2 separate regions of the Mus musculus genome follow, and region 1 is linked to region 2. A link is a contact called in public promoter capture Hi-C data. All regions are on one chromosome and are shown on one strand. Each heading gives the region's core, a stretch centred on a gene start, on an enhancer-like site or on the middle of the called end of the contact. The rest is flanking DNA. Distances are from core to core; before and after follow the strand shown. Region 1 holds the start of Rab11fip4os2 (RAB11 family interacting protein 4 (class II), opposite strand 2). Region 2 holds the start of Nos2 (nitric oxide synthase 2, inducible).

Region 1 (3,585 bases), core at 994-3,493, 750 kb before region 2:
TGCTCAGAGCAGTTTCTGAGTTTCTAGCTTGCAGAACTCTTCTTTCTTGTCCTGATCACCAGTGGGGTGTGTGTGTGTGTCTGTGGTGTGTGTGTGTGTGTGTGTGTGTGTGCGCGTGTGTGTGTCTGCGTGCACAGGGAGAAGGGGAGGTCATCACGCAGTTGCCCTGGCATTGAGTACACAGGTCCAAGCCAGGAGCTTACAGAGGCCTCCTCAGAGTCTGCACAGAAAGGCTACGGCTGGTCTTTAAGGAAGCTTCAGGAAGGCAGTATCCTCAGCAGGCAGTATGGCTCTTTGTGGCCCCATCTAGCCTCCCAGGGCTCTGTCCCTGAGGGCGCAGAGGTGCGCGCTACATACAGAGTTCTTGTCCTTCTGGGCCACAGGGACTATACTCCCATGAGCCACCCTGGCTTGCTTGTGTCCAAACTCAGGGACACCTTCTTCCCCAACCTTGGGGTCCACGGGGTGATGGAAGATAAAGTAGATATAGTGTGCCCCTGTGTAAACCCAGGGGACCTCTGTGGCTAGGACTGCTGGAGGGCACAGCTCTGGAGCCTGGCAGTTAGTCCTGGTAGACTCAGCTGCTCATTAAGTCCTGTGTTCCTGGACAAGACTCTACCTCCACAAGGCCCTGGGATTTCCCCTAGAGAGCAGGGACTGTCATTTTTGCCTGAGAGGCTGCATGACAAGTACCAGTTGGCAGCTATGAAAGCTTAAAGAAGTCAGACCTGGCGTGGAGAGAGACTGGAGGCTGTCTGCTCAGGGACCAGGTTGTCTCACCTGCCATAGGTCCTTGGCTGGTCAGCTAGCAAGAGCCTGACAGATATATATGGTTGGGCCTGGGGAATAATTCCAAGGACAGGGATTACTGGAGACAGTACTGAGCCCAAGTCCCAGGAAATAGGACCCAGCTACATCCCCGGAGTGCCCCCACCTCCATGTTTCCACTTAGTCTTCTCATCTAGGGATGAACAAAGCCGGCTCTAACTGGAAGTGGTTGCCAGAAGGCACACAGGCTGCCCAGGCAGCCCCTCTTCAGCCTCTCTAAGAGCTGTGTTCCCCCGTCAGAAGGTCCCACGGTCACCCTTTCCTCTGTAAGAAGTTGGAAAGGGCTGAATTCAAGGGCTGCTGAAAAGACCCAGTATCAGTACACGTGCTGGGCTGTCCAAGCCTCAGAGAGGCTCACAAGGGCCCACTGTCCCCGCTGTGCAGGCAGGAGGTACAGCAGGACCCAAACCAAACAGCTTCATTTGGTATTTACCCTCATCCACCTAGGGGGGTGGGGGTGGCAGAGGGGGAATCTCAAGGTCACACACCCTAGGTTTCCTGGCAGCGAAACAAAGATGAACAGAGAACACAGGCGGTACAGAGTGGCTACGTATTTCCATTCCCTACAAGGGCAGAGAGGGTGAAGTGGTGGCCACAGGGAGGTCTACATCCTGACCCTCAGCAGCTAGCACTCCAGGAGCGCATGACTGAGCACGGCCTGAATCAAACTGCACTGCGCCACAGGACCTGGACGACCATCCAAGGAGCATCTAAGGCAGTGTTTCTCAGTCCTCCTGACGCTTAAAACCGTTTAAAACGCAGTTCCTCATGCTGTAGCAACCCCCAACCATAAGGTGATTTTGTTGCTACTTCAGAACTGTAATCTTGCTACTGTTATGGATCAAAATGCAAGCGTCTGTCATTTCTGATGGCCTTAGGTGGCCCCCGTGGAAGGGTCGTTTGGAAACCCAGGAGGTTGCGACCCACAGCTTGAGAACCACTCACTGACTCACTGATCTAAGAGTTTGTTGTGGCCGCTGTCCAGCGGCGTGACCGCTGGATGAGGTGTTTCATCTCTGAGCATCCTCGATGCATACACGTGACCAGGATTGTCAGAGGATCTAATTAAGGACAATGGCTCACTGTCTGAGGACACTGAAAACATGACAGAGAGATGGTGGGCGTTGGGGACATGATCTAGAGTGGGTTCCAGTCGCACTCCACTACATATGAGCACTGTGGCCTGTAGGTTACTGAACTACCCTACCCAGTGCCTCAGTTCCCTCACCTCCACAGCTGAGCTAACCATAACTGGAGTTCAGTGAACTGGCAACTGTTCTAAGTAATTGTTCTTAGAATGCATGGGAAGGGCTTCGTGAGCGATTACTGTCATTAGTAGGTTAAGGGACGGTCTCCAGGGCCACACCTGAGCATTCCGAATTCTATCCAAGCCCGGGGAGGCTTCCCTCTGACTGACCCCTCGGTGATACACTGGGGTGGACAGAGAGGTAGGCTGAGCTCTAGGAGGCCAAGTTAGGTTTTCCTCCCTGCACCAGGGTCCTCTCATGCCCACTGCCTTGGCAGGTCTGCCTGCACATTAGTCACAGCCTGTAATAAGTGTTAAGATGAGATGTTGCCTGGAGAAGGGAGTCCAGGAGGCCCTGAGGTGCGGGCTCATCCACCCCCAGCTCTGGCAACAGGCTCCACTCCGCAGGCGGTGACTTGGAGCCAAAGCGCAGCTCTGTGGGGACAGGGCTGGGTAAAAATAGCCTGGGCGGGCACATCTCAGCTTCCCTTGAAAACCAGGCACCCGTGGGTACACGTGGATCTCCCCACTGTAGGGAAGGGGCTGTAAGTGGGCACAGGCCAACAATGGAATCTCTTGTGTGTGTGGCCAGTCAATACCCTGGAGACATGGAACAGACCAGGGTCATGATGGGTTTTTCCTTTGGGTGGCAGGAACCTCCCCTCGAGGAGGGGCTCCAGGTCCCAACACCCCAAATTCAAAGAGGGTGGGCTAGGACTGCCTACAGTGACACACACCCTCATGACCCCCCCATACTTGGCTGTTTTTTTCACAGAGACATGACGACCATGGTGGCTGTGAAGCAATCCTGACAGTAACTGACTTCCCCTGGGGCTGCCAACCCTGCTATACACACACTGACCGGATGCTTGTCAGTGGCTGCCTGGTGCCAATCAAAGGTCAAAGGTGGGATCAAGTTAAGGTTAGCATCCAAGCAAAAGACCAGAACCTTGACCTACCTCCAAGTCCAAGGGAACCCACAGGAGAACTGGTCACTCTGCTATCTCCATTGCTCTGAGAGTAGCCTTAACCTGTGAGATCGAAGCTCTATGGCCCTGGGCTTCCTATTTTGGTGCAGGAGGCGAAGGTTTAGAAGGCAGGACAGACTACCATGTTTCTTCCCAGACCTACCCCACCTGCACCACGCCAAGAATGGCAGCCAGGGCAGGGTTTGGTCCCTGGGCTCCAAGTCTACTCCTGAACCCCCGATGAGTCTCACCTTAGGTCAAGACAACCCCTCAGCAGGAGCCCTCAGGTGACAATCTCTGTGCAGATATTCCAATGTTAACCTCAGTTGGAACTCAGTTGCAACTCGTCTGAGGACAGGGCCGGGGAGGGGGGAAGGGCGCCGCAGCAACAATAGATGCTTCCTCTTTGGTTTCAAGTCATGCCGGGATTTCTCAGGCCTCTAGTGCTATTTACACAGACCATGGGCACACAGACCTAGCCAACCACTGCCTGTGGAAGCCCACACAGCTTTTCATCCCAACTTCAACTGCCTCCCAGGTCCC
Region 2 (3,955 bases), core at 734-3,233:
ACTTACTCAAAGTCACACAGTCACTGAGGATAGTACAGGGCCATCTTGACACCCTTCAGTTGCCTAATAGTCAAAATATCTAACTGGTGAGGCACATGCCCTGGCCAATCAGGACGTCACTACTGAGCTGACCACTAGGCTCTCCAGTCTCCGTTCTCTCATATTCCCCTTCCCCCTTCCTTCTTCCTCCAGAGAGTACAGACTCACTCAGGAGCAGCATGGGGATCCTGGGCCTTCCTTGTCCACACCAAGGAAGGTGCATCAGACTCCAGTAGAGTATTACAAGCAGGGCCTTGGAGACCAGACTCTCTTAGGTGGCCCAGAACAGAGAGAGGCAGCAGGGGCCTGGAAGCCCTGAGGAGAAAGCTGGAAGTGGGAGAGAGGTTGCTTACCTGAGAACAGCACAAGGGGTTTTCTTCACGTTGTTGTTAATGTCCTTTTCCTCTTTCAGGTCACTTTGGTAGGATTTGACTTTGAAGAGAAACTTCCAGGGGCAAGCCATGTCTGAGACTTTGCACTTCTGCTCCAAATCCAACGTTCTCCGTTCTCTGAGGAAGGGGAGGGAGGCTGTGAGGTGAGGTTGAAGAAGAGCCTAACAGAACAGAGCCTTCTCACGGGCGGGCGCTAGTGTCCCAGAGAATGGAGACAGAGCCCAGCTAAGGCTAGCACAGAAGTGCTCTCTCTCCATGCTTGCACTCGGCAGTTTTATTTGGAGTTGAAATCTTGTGGGACAGACTCCAGTTCTACAAAGACACATAACAAACCAAACTTGGGATAACTTGGGATGCCACATAGCCACCTACCAAGGACAGCAAGCATCCACAAGCTTCCTTAGGACAATTCAGTTTCTCTTGGCAGGAGTTACTCCATGGCCTCCAGCAAGGTGGGCAGGAGCTGGGGTCACTAATACAGGAGTGTGTGCATCTGCCTGACCCTTCCTGCCACCTGCTGACCAGAGAGAGGGGCAAGCACTTGTCATTAGTACCCTTCCCTCTGGACCTGCACTTGGGGCTAGCACTCAAGTCCTGGCCACCTTTCCTTTGATTTGGGAGTCATCACGCATCCTGAGCCAAGGACACTAGGTCACATGTTCCTTCTTCTTCTTTGTTACTTGAGAAGAAGTCAATGATTTGTATAAAAGAGCATTAAACTCTCCAGAGTTGAGATTATATCCTTTACGAAAAAGACAAGAAATAGAAAGTGGAACTGCCCTGAGAGTATGTGGCTTCTCCTTGGCGAGTGCCCTCCCTGAGGAAAGATATACTTGGAAGATACGGGGGGGGGGGGTACAAGAACCCACCTAAGGGGAACAGTGAAACTCAGAGTCCCGATGAACTGGACCCTACCCTGAGTTTTTCTAGTTACTCATCTAAATCAAGTTAGTTAACTGAAACTCATTGCTTCACTCCTAAAATGGGATTAATAATAACCATCTTATCAGATCTGGGTGGGGCAGAGGGCACATCTCATAAAGATGAGTAAAGTAAGCTATATGTATTAACACCACCCCCCCCAGCCTATTCGGAGCTTTCTAGAAAGTTTATCCTTTGTAGTGTAATCACCACAGTAAACATTTGCAGAGAAGAAATCTGACCACACGCCCTGTTCAACTGGCAGACCCTTCTGTGGGTGTGCTTCTTACACCTTCCATATCAGCTTCAGTCCAGCCACAAAAAGAGGGGTGGGGTGGGGGGAGAAGGGAAAGCCTGGTTTTCTGGGCTTTCCCAAGCAGGAAGACACTCCTAAGAGCAGCTGTCCCCAACACAAGACTCACCTTGCAGTTGACTAGGCTACTCCGTGGAGTGAACAAGACCCAAGCGTGAGGAGCCTCAGAAGTGTCTCTAACAGCTCAGTCCCTTCACCAAGGTGGCTGAGAAGTTTCAAACCAGTGACACTGTGTCCCGTGGGGCCAGAGTCTCAGTCTTCAACTCCCTGTAAAGTTGTGACCCTGGCAGCAGCCATCAGGTATTTATACCCCTCCAGGCTCTGCAGAGCTATTTTGCATAACTGTTCCCAAAGGGAGAGTCCCCAGTTGGGTGTGCAAGTTAGCTCATTCATGATGGACACTCCTAGTCTGTGTGCTTGATTACATCACTCTGTGGTGTATCCTCATGCAAGGCCATCTCTTCCTGGTCGCCCGTCCAAGGCAGTGGCCCCTAGGCAGCACGTAGTCACTTCAAAACTGGGACTCACTAGGGAGGGAGGCTGGCTTTTCTTAGCTAAACCACATACCCTGGCTTGCAGCTGCTGAGGGATTTTGTTCTGGGCACGGAGCTCTCTGGCTTTCTGTCTGTTCTCTCAGTGAGGTTAGATGGTGCCAATATTCCAACACGCCCAGGACACATTCATCAGGAGGTTTTCTAGAAAGGATGGAAGGCAAGCTGTGGGCACAGATGCCGTCTGACCAGCATTTCCCCACTAGTAGTAAGTCAGCTTGGGCAGAATAGTGGATGGGCTGTGCTGAGTGAAGCCTTTTTATTTTTTTTCTCAGTGGCATTCTCTCTCTCTCTCTCTCTCTCCCTCTCTCTCTCTCTCTCTCTCTCTGTGTGTGTGTGTGTGTGTGTGTGTGTGTGTGTGGTGTGTGTGTGTTTGTATGTGTGGGTGACTTCTTATATATAGGATTATAATGTCCTACCTGGGTGTGGTGGCATAAGCCTTTAATCCCGGGATTCAGGAGACAGAGAAAGGCTGATCCCTGAGTTTGGGCTAGCCTGGTCTACAGAGTAAGTTCTAGGATAAGCCAGGAACACTACACAGAAAAACCCTGTTCTGAGAAACAAACAAAAACGAATAAATTATAATTTCTTACAATGCTTCCAATAAAGCATTCACACATGGCATGGAATTTTCCATTATGAAAGTGAAATATTGACAGTGTTAGGGGAAAAGGAACAAACAGAGAGAGGGAAAATCCCCCTAGCACATCCTGCCAGGGTCCACTCATCTTCGCATGGTCCCCAAAGTCAGCTCAGCCTCGTGTTTTGCCCTTGTCTGAGGTACACAGACTAAGTCACCCAAAAAGTGTGTGGCCTCAATAGTTGGGAGAACAAATAAATTGTTGATTGAATAAATGAATTACAAATCAAGTAATTGGGCTGGGGAGATGGCTCAGTTGGTAAAGTGCTTGCCTTGCATGTACAAGGACCTAAGTTCAAAAGCTGGGCATGGGTTGGTGAGATAAGGAATTTACACACACACACACACACACACACACACACACACACACACACACACACAAACACACACACACACACACACACCAGTCAATAGGTCAATGATAAAATGCTGGGTGTGGTGACACACACTTGCAATAAGTTCTGGGGAGGTAAAGACAGGAATATGCCTAGGGTTTGCTGGCCAGCCAGCCTAGCCTACTAGGCAGGTTCCAGGCTGGTGAGAGATGCTGGGTAACCTGGGAAACAAGAGCTGAGATTGTCTTCTAGCTCCTACATATACCTGCACACTCATGTGCACACATGCGCATGCACACTTGCACACACACACAGCTTATGGATTTCAGCATATCAAAGTCAACCTCCTTTTAGTCTTTATCCAGGCAACACCCCCCCCAAACCCAATACTTGGGAAAGACGGACCGTCTAATGGGGAGCGCAAAGTCTAGAAAAAAAGAAGGGATGATTAAAGTTCAGAGTGATGGAGGTGCCCTAGTCCTGAAGGAGCTTTGTCCACATTGCTCAGGGGATGGATACATACAGGAGCAACTACACTACGGTGAGGTTTAAAAGTTTGTCACAATGGAACCCTTAGTTCCTGTTTATGCTTTCAAATATTACAGCTACGCCTGCAACAAGTTATTTAAATCAACCCCCAAACTCTATGAAATAGAGACTATAACTTTCCATCTATAGAACCTTCCAGAGTCTCATCTATTTTACATTGGAGTGCTTGGCTGAATTCTGTTATTTAATATATCCAAAAATCTGCTATTGTGACA

What was found. Capture Hi-C pulls out chosen DNA fragments and counts their contacts.
Region 1: a promoter capture Hi-C map of liver shows a contact between it and region 2, with 4 times the contacts expected there. The contact joins the promoter of Rab11fip4os2 here to the promoter of Nos2 in region 2. A contact is called at or near these places in 2 of 39 promoter capture datasets (embryonic stem cells and pre-B cells), 1 of 15 datasets of contacts at CTCF or cohesin (large pre-B cells), 1 of 115 datasets of contacts at active chromatin or transcription factors (microglia) and 2 of 9 other capture datasets (liver and macrophages).

What each region holds. Positions count from the first base shown.
Region 1 is chr11:79,673,744-79,677,328 of GRCm38.p6, reverse strand. It overlaps Rab11fip4os2 (RAB11 family interacting protein 4 (class II), opposite strand 2), which reads left to right and starts at 2,243. Exons shown (of 3, transcript NR_045898.2): 1 at 2,243-2,276; 2 at 2,850-2,996. The region is part of intron 3 of Rab11fip4 (RAB11 family interacting protein 4 (class II)); the gene reads right to left.
Region 2 is chr11:78,918,815-78,922,769 of GRCm38.p6, reverse strand. It overlaps Nos2 (nitric oxide synthase 2, inducible), which reads right to left and starts at 1,983. Exons shown (of 27, transcript NM_010927.4): 1 at 1,775-1,983; 2 at 393-548. The coding sequence starts at 502. RefSeq lists cis regulatory regions at 1,987-2,153, 2,762-2,781, enhancers at 2,156-2,176, 2,706-2,973, 3,269-3,281 and a promoter at 1,781-3,535.